Regions from separate parts of the Zea mays genome. Here regions 1 and 2 are each linked to region 3. The links are chromatin contacts, called in public Hi-C maps. All regions are on one chromosome and are shown on one strand. The core of a region is the stretch at or near the end of the contact, and the rest is flanking DNA. Distances in the headings are between cores, read along the strand shown. Region 1 holds the start of LOC100384215 (phenylalanine ammonia lyase2). Region 2 holds the start of LOC110366358. Region 3 holds the start of LOC100192570.

Region 1 (4,292 bases), core at 947-3,446, 130 kb after region 3:
TCTCGCAATCAGTTGAGATTTTGTAGCGATCGGTTAGGATAAGCGTAACAGCCAAGAAACCAAAAAATCAAACGGCAAAAGGTAGCCGCGCCCCCGCAAGGCGAGGGGCCGGATTTCGGCGGACCATTCACGCGCATGTCGTGCGCCCGCGCCCTTCGCCCCGCCCCGCCCCGCCCCGGCCCGGTGGCCAGGCCAGGCGAGCGAGCGCGCGCGCGTGTGGCTCTCCACACTCTCTCTCCTCTCATCCATGACTTGGTGAGTGAGTGTGGCTTCCATATTTAAGTTAGCTCTACTCCACAAGAGCTAGCAATATAGTGCTATTGGTTCCACCTATCCCTTTGCCATCCACTTATATGGGCTTTTGAGATTTTCCTGGGATTTATTAGAAATCCTTAATTGGGCCAAGCCCATAAATCCTAACAGAGACCTCTCATTTACTGATACCGCACAGTATGGTTCAGTTGCAGGACGACGGCAGCGGCGGCCCGTGACGCTGCGTGGAAGTACGACGTCGTGAAACGACGAAGCCGAAAAGGCCCGTGATGGAGGCGAAGGGTCTCCGATTGGTTGAACGAGGCCGAGCAACCCAACAACCCAGTTTTGCGACAGCGGGAAAAGGGATCCGGGCATCGGCAACATCCACATCAACACCAACCCCCCCGTTGTTTCTCCTACCCGCGGCGCTCTCATCCTGGTTCTGGGTTGGTGAGACCGGCCTGTGGGTCGATCGATTTGGATCCCCGCCCGGGTCCTGCGCCCGAGCTGGCTTCGGGGCTACTGGCGAGCGAGATAGCAAACGTCGTCCGCGCCAGCGGACGGTGCACCAGACCGGAACGTGCTCCCGTCGGGGGGGGGGGGGGGGGGGGGGGGGGGGGGGGGGGGGGGGGGTACAGTGATGACGATCCAGTGTGTGCCGGCAGCGCTGCAGGTAGATTAGATATAAGCGTCTGCCCCGCGTATTAGAAGAGAAAAGACGAACACAGCGAAACGTTAATTTCACAGTTGGGCCCTGTACTCGTAGGTTGTGGCTTTTCGGATGGCTATATGGGCTTCCATTGTGACCTTTGTTAGCAATTTTCGCTAGCAGTAGCAGCAGTGGGGTGGTCCTCTTTCCACTTGCATTGTTGCTAAAAAGACAAGTTCGACTTCCTAACTGTCCGTTTGCATGCCCACACTATGAAATCGAATAATGCATGCAATAGTTTGCGTAAATATAATGGTGGAATAAACAACAGTATTTTAGCTATTATTTATTTATTGGTATTCAGTTTTTAAAGCTTCTTGTTTTGTCTCATATCCGATTTAAGTCTACCTTTGCGGTGACAAAACAACGAATGTTATAAGGAGAGATCATGACACCACAATTTTTACACCGTCTTTACTGGAAAACAAACTATACATGTTGGAATCAACTACACTAGTATCAATTTAAACCAAGGGTAACTAACTATGGTGCCTGTGTGTGTACCATATATACGCGTTGCTCCGAAATGCAATGACTTCTCTACGTAATACGAAGATATATTTTCTTTGAAAAAAAACTAATTATCGTATAAACGAATATTTCATGTGTCAGCGGGCTATAATGATAGGAGTGCCTGGATTTATTTTTCTCGCCATAATATGTAGTACTCACCATCACAAAGCACAGATCTTGAGTTAATAAATCTATGGCATTAAAGCTCATTTATTAAGCCTTAAAAATTCTGGTGAAGTTTAGTTTTTTTCTTTTCAATAGGACAGCGTGGGTTCGGATGGCGCCCGTGGATTAATCAGTCTGGTCCATGGGTTCTAGTACGGCTCCTGGAGGCAACAGTTAGTAAAGAGTCACGTTTTAGTTGGACTGCCTCCATCCCAACCTACCCTTCAGGTTCAGGTCCAACCAACGCACGCTGGATCAGGTCACCCCAGCTCAACAATGTCAATGTACAGTCACCTGCACACACATACTACTCCCGCCAAGATAAAATAAAACGAGGGAAAGGAAGAAAAATAAAAAGGAGAATGTCACCCCGCTCTGGGATGAGAATGAGATCCACCACACCACTCAACTCACCAACCCGGTCGCCAACTAACCCACCAACACCCGGCCTCAGTGCCTCACCTAAGCCCCCGCTGCTATTGCTAGTGCTAGTGCTAGTGCTGCTACCCTATATAACCGCCTCGCCCCCGCTCCATTTCCCTTCAAGAAGAGCTCCAAAGTCCATCCACCACCACAGCTGCCTCCCGAGCTCTTCTTCTGCCACACCGCATCAGCATCATCACACACATCCCCTCCCGGCCCAAATGGCGAGCAACACGGCCATCCTCGAGAGCGACCCGCTCAACTGGGGCAAGGCGGCCGCGGAGCTGACGGGGAGCCACCTCGACGAGGTCAAGCGCATGGTGGCGCAGTTCCGCGACCCCGTCGTCAAGATCGAGGGCTCCAGCCTCCGCGTCGGCCAGGTGGCGGCCGTGGCCGCGGCCAAGGACGCGTCCGGCGTGGCCGTCGAGCTGGACGAGGAGGCGCGCCCCCGCGTCAAGGCCAGCAGCGAGTGGATCCTCGACTGCATCGCCCACGGCGGCGACATCTACGGCGTCACCACCGGCTTCGGCGGCACCTCGCACCGCCGCACCAAGGACGGGGCCGCGCTCCAGGTCGAGCTGCTCAGGTACTACTAGTACTGCCGCGGTACCACGTGTCTCCTTGTCTACTTGTTGTTCCAGTAAGGGCATGTACAACCCTGATACTGTTGCACGGTACTCCAAGTATAAGATACAACTAAAACACAACATAATACAATGGTCATATCTAAAACATGTGTCTTACGATATTCATTGTACCAATCAGAGTATTCAATAAATTAAAGTGACCAATCAGCTAGTCTCCTGTCTCGAACATAGAGCTAAGACACTGTGTCTTCGTCAAGATACGTGTCTTGAGTTTTTTTACATTCACCCCCCTAGACACACTGTAAGACACAACTTAAAACACCCATTGTACATGCCCTAAGTAAAGTATCTCTCAGCGGAGTGGTTGCAGCGACAAATATGATTAACTGTCCCTGGGGAGTGGGGAGTGGGGACTGGGCATGCCCACTGGCAATGATCGACCGGCGGCCGGTCGTTGCAACTTGCAATTGCTGCCGCTGGGCTCGTTCTGAATTCGCATGCTACTCCATCCGATTCCGTCCATCGTTTCTAAATTCTAACCGCGGATCTTACACCGCGCTGACATTATTACAACTGAGTAGTAACTGACATTAGCTCCATCTGTTCTATTCTCTGCGACAACCCAGGCATCTCAATGCCGGGATCTTCGGCAACGGCTCCGACGGCCACACGCTCCCGTCCGAGGTTTCGCGTGCGGCCATGCTCGTCCGCATCAACACCCTCCTCCAGGGCTACTCCGGCATCCGCTTCGAGATCCTCGAGGCCATCACCAAGCTCATCAACACCGGCGTCAGCCCGTGCCTGCCGCTGCGGGGCACCATCACCGCGTCGGGCGACCTCGTCCCGCTGTCCTACATCGCCGGCCTCATCACGGGGCGTCCCAACGCGCAGGCCGTCACGGTTGACGGCAGGAAGGTGGACGCCGCCGAGGCGTTCAAGGCGGCCGGCATCGAGGGCGGCTTCTTCAAGCTCAACCCCAAGGAGGGCCTGGCCATCGTCAACGGCACGTCCGTGGGGTCGGCGCTCGCCGCCATGGTGTGCTTCGACGCCAACGTCCTCGCCGTCCTGTCCGAGGTCCTGTCCGCCGTCTTCTGCGAGGTGATGAACGGCAAGCCCGAGTACACGGACCACCTTACCCACAAGCTCAAGCACCACCCGGGGTCCATCGAGGCCGCTGCCATCATGGAGCACATCCTGGATGGCAGCTCCTTCATGAAGCACGCCAAGGAGGTGAACGCCATGGACCCGCTGCTGAAGCCGAAGCAGGACAGGTACGCGCTCCGCACGTCGCCGCAGTGGCTCGGCCCCCAGATCGAGGTCATCCGCGCCGCCACCAAGTCCATCGAGCGAGAGGTCAACTCGGTCAACGACAACCCTGTCATCGACGTCCACCGTGGCAAGGCGCTGCACGGCGGCAACTTCCAGGGCACCCCGATCGGCGTGTCCATGGACAACGCCCGCCTCGCCGTCGCCAACATCGGCAAGCTCATGTTCGCCCAGTTCTCCGAGCTGGTCAACGAGTTCTACAACAACGGGCTGACCTCCAACCTGGCGGGCAGCCGCAACCCGAGCCTGGACTACGGGTTCAAGGGCACCGAGATCGCCATGGCGTCCTACTGCTCCGAGCTCCAGTACCTGGC
Region 2 (4,572 bases), core at 2,050-4,549, 160 kb before region 3:
TATAATATACTTTAAATATGACTTTGAATTTTTCATTTATTCGAAAAAAATAAATAATACAAACCGGTCAAACTTAGCACAAAAAACGTCAAATGAATTATAATTTGCGATGGATGCAGTATTGGGAAGTGAGAATTTTAATGTATTTTAGGACAAAATCTATTTTAGGGCAGAGGAAATAGGTTGTAACCACATAGCATCCTATCATGTACTACTCTGTTCTAAAATGAATGCAATTTAAACTCTATCTATAGTCAAACTATTGTAGTTTCACTAAAACTATAGGAAACTATCAAAGATTATGATGCCAAATAGTTATACTATGAAAATACATGAAATGACTAATCTAATAATACTTATTTGGTATGATAAATATCCATACTTCATTTTAAAATTTAACAGAACTCAATGATTTGACCAAGTACTATGTTGGAATTATATCCTTTTTCAAAACAGGAGTATTACTGGACCTAATGCCTCGGCCTCACAGCAAGCTCCTTCCCAAGCAGGTTCAGCACCTCCCTGATCTGGAAAGGAAAACGTATGGCTAATTCTGCATCACTAACAAAATTAAGAATGAACTGAAGAAAAATGCTGAGAGAATTTGTAGAAGTGTATGCTTCCCAGTTATCAAGATGACACGCGGGGAACACAAATAGTTAGATTCCGTAGCTGCATTAGCTTTTAACAAATTTTATTGCAAGATCGCATAACACCACATGTAAACTTACCGAAGCCTTTTAACTCGGTGAAATTAGATAATTACCCCCACATAGTGTTGAAGAACTGGTGAGTAGTGAACCAGAGCTCCGTATGTCTTACTGAGAAGTCCAAGAAGCAGCTCCACTTCATCGCCAAGAAGATCCACCTATGGTTCATGGCAATCAAAGGTTAGCTCCTCCTATTGTTTTTAATTCAGTGCTTTTGGCCATGCGTGAGGCAATACCGAAACCTTTTCTGTTCTATAACACTGGAAGGGCAAAACTGAGCAAAAAAAAAAACACGACTAAGGGTAAAAATGAGCACACCAGCAAAACTGAGGGCACCAGCTTAAAAAAAACTTTTTTTAAGACAATGTCTGACTTTATGGACAGCATACAGATACAGAGATATATCCATTGTTTCTAACCTCTGCTTCTGCTGTTTGAAGGTCGCAACATCTCCTAGTGAAAGCGCTCCGGTACAGAAACTCACTTGTTTTAAGAGAGTTCACTTTTTCAATCAGGTTTGACAATTGTTTGTCCAGGTCTCTCAATCTGTACAATGGTCCATTGATCATAGTTAAGTAGTGCCACCTCTCTCACAGCTCACTGAACTGCATGTCTGTATCCGAACTACTAAATCAATTTCTGTTTCAACCTCCTATTGCGTTAATAGCAAAGTATAGAATGAAGACTTACAAACCTCAGCACAGATGTTCCTATTTTTTCACAGGTAATAGCCTCAAAGTCCCCAAATATTTCATATATGTTTGTCAATGGAATGCAGATTTCTTGAATCACTCCTTCAGAAGGCATGCACAAACCTGTAGCTACCTCTTCTGTTTGCAGCTTCCTGCAATCATCCAATCGTTCCTTAACATCATCTCTGCCTATTGATTCTTCAGCTTGCTTATCACTTCCTTTTGAATTTTGCCTGTCACAGTTACCAATTAGACCTAAAACTTCTTGATTCACAAGTATTCTATGTTGATCAGAGCCTACACCATCATCTTCAGTAGTTACATTGACTTGTATCTTCCCATTCACTAACTGCTCGGCGCTGTCAATCATACCGAATCTTCCCAGATTATCGCTGGGTCTATTTTGGTGTTGATATTTGACCACACTTAAATTTTGACCATTTACCAAATCATTTATCAAACCTCCAAAAACAATGCATTCAATCTCTTCCTTGATAAGTCTCTCGCTGTGAACCATCTCAGTAGTGATCTTCCAAGGATTCATAATCTTGGCAAGAAGAGCTCTATGCACCTCATCTTGGATCCAGGTCTTGATAAGATGATCAACGGATTCAACACATAGGTTCTTCACCAAGTCTTTGAATATGATACTATCCATCTCATACTGTATATTACTTCTGATTTCCGTTTCATCTCTTTGTTCTGTAAGCCTCTGTGCATGATATGCCTGAACCGAAAGTTTGCTTAATAGGTCTCTGAATGCTGCTGAGTACAAAACACGCTGCAGTTCAAATCTAATTTCTGAATCAATCGTTGTTTCTGTTAGCCTTTCAGCTTCCTCTTGAGAGAGACAGAAACAATCCTCTTCTGAATTAGTATAACGCAGTCTGCTCTCTGACTTCTCTGCCGGGATACGCCTTGCTGAGTGCAGCTGGCTAGTTTCATCGTTCAGATACTGGAATTCGTCCGAGCTATTATTATCAGGAGCATCTCTGCTATGATGCAATGTAGGTGTCGGGCATCCCTCTCCCTCAGACTGATTGCGTTTCGTCGATTCCACGTTGATCTCCCGGAGAAAACCTTCAACGACGGCACTGTACATCTCCTTCTCTGCATCCATGAGCCACTGCTGCTCCTCCATGGCTGCCCGCTGAGCAGAGACCGACCTCTCCATCGCATCGAACGCAGATGCGACGCTGTCTCTGAGGACGCCGGCGTCCAGGACCATCTCCTGGAACTCCATAAGCAGCTGCGCCATGCTGTAGAATCCCGAGAGGCCCTTGACCCCGTCGCCCTCGTGGCCGGGCTCCTGCAGCCTCGCCATCGGCGACGCCTCGCCGCTGACCTTTTGCATGAGCGCCGCCAGCTCGGAGCTCGCGTCCTCCAGCCTAGCCCTCATCCTCGTCATCTTCCGGCCCACGGACCCCCTGAGTTCCTCGAACGTACCGCCCTCCACCTCGGCGCCGCGGTGATCAACTGCGGACGGCGTCTCCCGGCGGCGCGACGGGTCGAGTTCATCGCGCTTCCGGCGCATGTAGTCGCAGTCCGTCTGGGCGACGGCGAGTTCGGCCTCGTCGAGGCGGGCCTGGATCCGGTCCCGCGTCTCGAGGAGGTCGTCTAGCAGCTGCTCGTGGCCGTCGTCGGCACCGCCGTCGGCCTCCATCTCCCCCCGCACGAAGCGGAGGCACCACTCGAGCTGCATGATAGCGAGCTCGGCGAAGCGGAGCTTCTGGAAGAGGCGCTCCAGGTCGCCGTCCTTCCAGAGGCTCTTCTTGTAGGCGTCCTCCATGGCGGCGTTCACCAGCCCCACCATGATGGAGTCCGCCACCTTCACTGCCTCCCGCAGCCGGGAGTCGAGACCGCTGAAGAAGGCGTCCATCGCACACGACGACGGACGTAGGCTGTAGGCCGGCGCAGATCGACACTAGTGATGGCGATTGGCGAGACTGTTCCGCACAGGGAGGACCGGAGGAGGACAGGTGTTCGCTGCGGACAGCGGACTGCGGACGTGCGGTTTGGAAGGCGCCGCCGAGCGGAACGGAGCGAACAGCGGAGACCCTTGGCTCGTCCTGCCTCCTGGTTCTGGCACAAACCAGAAACCAGAAATGCAGACCCCGCAGCTAAACAGATTACTACTAGGTAACTATGAGATGGAACAAGTTCGAGTCAAACGTAAAAACGTCCTCACTCAAGTTACCCCCCTCCAGTTTGCAAATGCTTGACGTTATGGACAGCGGCACATCTCTGACTTTGACCACTATTTCCTATTAGAACATCCCAACAAATTTTATGGTCGTATCTCATGTACTAGCACTTTTCAACATAAATATATATTCTATGCTAATGATGTTCAATGTACTAAGTCTCTGTTCCAATCTCGCGAGATAAACTTTAGCAGCTTTTTTTAGCTACTTATAGTCATTTGTAATCTAAACATGAGAGCTAATTGTGGTAATTGAAGCTAAATTTTAGCACTTCAATTCAATTCATATAGCTAAAGTTTAGCCGGAAGCTAAAATTTTATCCCATGAGATTGAAACGGGGACTAAATTAGATACCTTAACGGCTTGTTTGTGAGCAAGGAAAAAGATTTTAGGCCCACAAGGCTAGTTTGGTCGAAGGGGAATTAGAGGGAATTGGAGGGCTAAAATATCCATCCTATTTAAAATCCTATTTAAAAAAGGATTGAAGTGGCAAAAATCTTCTTGCTCCCAAAGCAACCCTTAATTCCCTCAAATTTCTTTCTCCCAAATAAGCCCTAAAAGTTATTTGTTATCGAAGTTTTAAAAGTTAACTCAAAATCCTGTCTAAAACAAGTTTTTGTAAACCGAGGGAGCAAGAGACTCGGCATTCATGCGCTGCAAGCATCACCTGGACCAAACGCCTTTGTGTCGGTGAGAAACAGCAACCGCACAGATTATCCTGAATACAGATACGAACTGATTACACGCCCAAAATACCTACACAACGGGTTTCCAACAAAAAAAATAAGGATCCTTTTTCCGTTTATCAATGACATCTATGGGCGGCATAAGGATGAATAGAAAACCATATGTACAAAGCTGACCGAAACTATTTGAACTATTTGACTGCAATTCATTATGCCCACAAGTTATCTGGTTTTCGTGATCTGATGAATTATCAGGCACCTGAAGTTGCTCCTTAGCGGG
Region 3 (4,560 bases), core at 1,788-4,287:
CAGTTTATATCTCGAACCTGAATCTTTTGTTCAAGAAGATAGTCTCCAATAGCACAGTGAAAGGTATGATCGCCAATTTTGTCATCTGCAGAACACACTAAGTTTAATGTATCTTCTCATGTTTTATATAAAAAAAGGATACCTAGACGAACTTACCTGGTAGAATCCAATGGAGTTGAATCCTAAGCTCAGGTTGAGAAGGCCAATTGACGTGCCATTCAGCAACCCAAAGAGTATCACCGTCTGTCCATCAATCGCCTTGGGCTCGAAGAAATGCAAGCGATGTGCCACATGGAGGGTGCAGAAGGTCACCATCAGATGCCAGCTTGTTAATGTTGTGGCTGCATAGGTTCATAAATCACGCTCTGAGTGAGCAGCTACACTTGATGTTTTGTTATTCAATTCAAGGTCCATTGATGCATGGGAAAATAAAAACAAAGTATGCTGTACTGACCGAACGGAAAACCAAGCGTGCTGATGAGAGCTTTGTTGCAGATGACAATGGCAACTGAGGATGCGACAGAGAGTGCAAGTGACCCGATCACACCGAGCTGGAAACCAGCTGACATCTTGACCAACTGGTGTTTCTCTGCTTGTCTGCCTGGATCCAAAAATCTGTAAAGAGTATAGTCGATCTAAGGATGCATACTAAACTTGAGAAAATAGAAGGCATATCTAGTTCGTTCCTTGGCATGTTTGGCTTGAACTCATTGCTGTTGTACAACCATAGTGTTTTGTCAGTGTGATGCTGTCCATTTGTGATTATAAATTAATTAGTAGTATTGAACCATTGATGCCCTAACTCACTGGACCACAGAACGGGCCAGGCGGTAGTTAGCATTGCCTGTAGCGCGCTTGTTGCCGGAACCCATAAACACGTTGATGCTTTTCGTTGTATATTGCCTGGCACTTTACCTGCCGCATGTAATATGCTCACACCAAACAAGGCTAACCATGACCTATATATTCATACTATTACAATATCTGTGTATTGCGACACACAATCATATTTAATACCCATAAAATAAAAGGTAAATTTAATATTAGAGGAAACATATGATCAACATATCAGATACTAAACTAATAAGAATAAATATTACAATTTATCTTAACTAAAATGCCGAAAAAAGTATGAGGTTAAAGGAGCCTAACTCATTTTTTTAATAGATCGCTCGTCGTCCTTCGGCTAGCGAGGTGGTACTATGTGTGAGCGATGTACCACGTGTGGCTTAGAGTTTAGGGTTTATGGGCTTGAGTAGTTTCTCAAGGTCCATACATGATATAACGGTCTATTGTTAGGCAAGTAGTGGAGAAGAGGAACAGACCTATACGTTTCGTACGTGATACACGACACACGAAACTGATGCTTTAAAGTAACAGAGATATTGATTAAATCGGTCAGCTCTCAACTCTCAAGATCATCAATTGCAAAGTTGGTATGATTGCACATGCATATTGCTTGCTTTTATCCTAACACATGGTTGTACATTGTACCCGAGCTAACTTCTTAAAAAGTCAGTAGCCAGCCATAGTCTTGTCCTATATTTTGGAGAACTGGAGCCTACTACCTACTGGGCCCTCAGATGCACAACAAACCGAAGGTGGTTACAGTTGCTTTCAAATGATTCACAAGATTATAAGCAAACAAAAAAGTGGCTCATAAGATGACAGGAAGACAAGAGGAACTGAACACATGCATGTTCTTATAGTGGTTATCCAACCCACCGCACGCTTCATGTGTTTGGTGGTCTCTTATTATAATATATTAATATGTTGCTTAAGAAGTAGCTTTGCATGGTTGGTGAGATCCAAGTGGTTGAGAAGGAAATTTGTGGAAGGTGACCCCCCCTTTTTTTGCTGTAGTGGAAATGGATGGAAAATCCCAATGCACCGACCTCCGTTGCAGAGGACTCTGCTCTCTTTAGATTCTTATTTCCTTCTGTAAATTGACGCGAATTTGAATCGACTTGTCTTTTTCATTAAAAAATATGTGTTTTATATATATATATATATATATATATATATATATATATATATATATATATATATATATATATATATATATATATATATATATATATATATATATATATAACTGAGAAAAGCCTAAAGCAGGGAGCTCATGTTTGATGCAGATGTACGGGCTGAAAGGCTAGTTGCATCTAACATACTCGTAGCCAGCATTGTCGTAAAGGCATGGGGTAGACAGCCCTACTCAACTAATTCATGAAAATCATCACAAGCTATATAAACTTTTTCTAGCTGAAATAATAGCCATAGTTTGGAAACTAAAAATTAGTTCATTTACACCCCAATCCCCTCCGATCCCGAAGGGGATTTGAAGTTCTCAGAGTAGCCCTAAACGATGACCAGAGTCGTTAATGTCATCTGCGCTAACCCTGATGACATTATTCCTTGATTTGTTGCTTTTGTGCGCATTTTTGTCCACGTGGGATCAACGAAGACACATGCTAATAGCCTACCGGACCAGGTAATTAATTAATAAGCAAGACCATGGACATAAATCTTAGAGAGAGAGAGAGAGATCAACAAGTTGTCACGCATAGCATAGTGCAGTAGTGCACTATGCTATGCTGTTCGTGTGGCTTCAGATTCTAGCAGTACAAAACAGCGAGCATACGCAGTACACTGTCGATACAAGTACACACTTCTATAACGGTAACGACTGCTTCTCTGAATCTAGCCGGGCACAAGGGTATACGTCATACGTGTACCTTGATAATGCGCAGCAGGCTTGTCAGCAGGTCTATGAATTAGTACATTGTCAAGATTCAAAAGGCGTAGAACGAAGACATGATCTAGCTAGTACCGACATTAGACATGGGGAAGTGGGAAGCAAACAACAGAAATAGATGAAGGTCAGACGACACTATGAATGAACTGGTGCTTACTTGAGGCTTGAGCCGTCGCAGCAACCTCTTCTTCCCCCCTGCTCCCTGTTCCTTCCTCTTCTCCAGGTCCCAACAAGAGAGAGAGAGAGAGAGAGAGAGAGAGAGAGAGAGAGGTGGGTGTTCTCCTTGGAAGAGGGAGATGAAGAGAGGGAGGCAGGGCGATGCACTTTTATGTTCAGAGTTTTACAGGGCGGGGGCAGAAGCGCGCGCTCGCGTGTAGTACGGTGGGCGGTCAGGCTGCCTCGCTTGGATGCTGGTCAGTGGATGCTTCCTTGGCGAGCCTACAAGGCATCGTGCAGCATGCGAGCATGTGTTGTTGTTGTTGCTGCTACTGGTGTATTGTACACGAGTGCCTGCCGACCAGCAAGGTGTTCTAGATTACCCGGCCGGCCTTGCATTCATTGGGCCACCACCAGCATAGAAAACGATGCTGGGAACAGTGACGAAGAGTCCCCACCAACAGTGAGGGAGTTGGTGCCGGAAAGACGAATTCGCAGAGGTGCGTGGTGCAGTGCAGCACCGCCGAGTTCTAGCCCGTGAACCAAACCTTCGAGTTGTGAATGTGATAACCCCATTAGACCATTTGTGGGAGGAAATTCGCATGGTGTGCCAAGAAGACCCAAGACTGTAATAATAATCCGGTTTTTTTTATTATATCTTGCCCTGATCTGGCATGGCGGTCACTTAATTAGCTTGTTTTTTGGTCACCTATTGCCATCAGTCTTGGTTCCTTAGCTTCTGCTGGAGCAAACCAAAACCACGCCACCGGAGCTAGCGTATTTTCTTTCCGGTCACTTTTACCAGTGGATCGGAGGCAAGGACGGCTGCGAAAATGATCTTTCATCTCAGCCGGCGGCGCGTCCAATGTACATGTAGATCGAGAGCATCAAAGCCCCTTGAGTGACCTGAGTTGGCGGTTGTAGGTAAAGCATGGAGGGAGGGGGAGGGGGGGTGTTCCTGTGGATGCAAGCAAAGGCAATGGCCCAACAGCTAGCCCGTTGGTGAACCTTCGGTCTCACTCTTTTCTTGTGCCTGTACCGACGACCCCACAGCCAAACGCGCTCAGCCCTCACTCAAAAGAGATTTTTATTTTATTTTTTTGCAAATCCTAGCAGTTTCCAGTTTGTATCCCGACTTGGTTTTTTTTTTTTTGCAAATCCTGCCAGTTTGGAAACCATGTTCGTGGTTCGTGCGAGTGCGTGCGCTGGCCCAAACTCAGATTCTGAATATTGACGGCACAACCTGGATGCCATTTCTGGTTGCCTGTTAGTCTGTTACTTCGAGGCTGAAGCCAACGCAAGTACGCGGGTCGACAGAAAATACAGTATATCATTACCGCCTGGACGGGAACCAAGGATCGCCGTCGAGCGGTGACTCTACATGACTTCCCTTCCATACACACCAACCATCGCATCAGCTCGCAGGTCCCGTCGTAGACGATCGGTCGATCACGCCATCCCCGTGTGGCCGTGCCCTTCTCCCCGCCCGCAAAAGCTGCTCCGCCGGCTGATTAGAAACCGACGTCCGTAGGTCAGGGGTTGCCTTCCGTTGCAGCCCACCAGCGCCGTGGCCTCGACGGCTTCGCGTTCGCCTGGGCGCCCCGCCGGCATGACCAATCGTGATCGCAGCCTCACGAGTTCCCCTGACG

What was found. Hi-C and Micro-C count contacts between places; a contact is called where the count stands out from the background.
Region 1: a Hi-C map of ear shows a contact between it and region 3, with 1.8 times the contacts expected there. The contact joins the promoter of LOC100384215 here to the promoter of LOC100192570 in region 3. A contact is called at or near these places in 2 of 25 Hi-C or Micro-C datasets (ear and tassel).
Region 2: a Hi-C map of ear shows a contact between it and region 3, with 2.2 times the contacts expected there. The contact joins the promoter of LOC110366358 here to the promoter of LOC100192570 in region 3. A contact is called at or near these places in 2 of 25 Hi-C or Micro-C datasets (ear and tassel).

Annotation. Positions count from the first base shown.
Region 1 is chr2:29,632,839-29,637,130 of Zm-B73-REFERENCE-NAM-5.0, forward strand. It overlaps LOC100384215 (phenylalanine ammonia lyase2), which reads left to right and starts at 2,197. Exons shown (of 2, transcript NM_001176787.2): 1 at 2,197-2,651; 2 at 3,279-4,292. The coding sequence starts at 2,287.
Region 2 is chr2:29,337,527-29,342,098 of Zm-B73-REFERENCE-NAM-5.0, forward strand. LOC110366358 reads right to left here and starts at 3,300. Exons shown (of 3, transcript NM_001351935.1): 1 at 1,405-3,300; 2 at 1,130-1,256; 3 at 333-868. The coding sequence starts at 3,281. The coding sequence ends at 755. It overlaps LOC100191599, which reads right to left. Exons shown (of 2, transcript NM_001137028.2): 2 at 4,295-4,572. The coding sequence ends at 4,565.
Region 3 is chr2:29,497,797-29,502,356 of Zm-B73-REFERENCE-NAM-5.0, forward strand. LOC100192570 reads right to left here and starts at 3,038. Exons shown (of 8, transcript NM_001137785.1): 1 at 2,913-3,038; 2 at 455-615; 3 at 157-341; 4 at 18-85. The coding sequence starts at 569.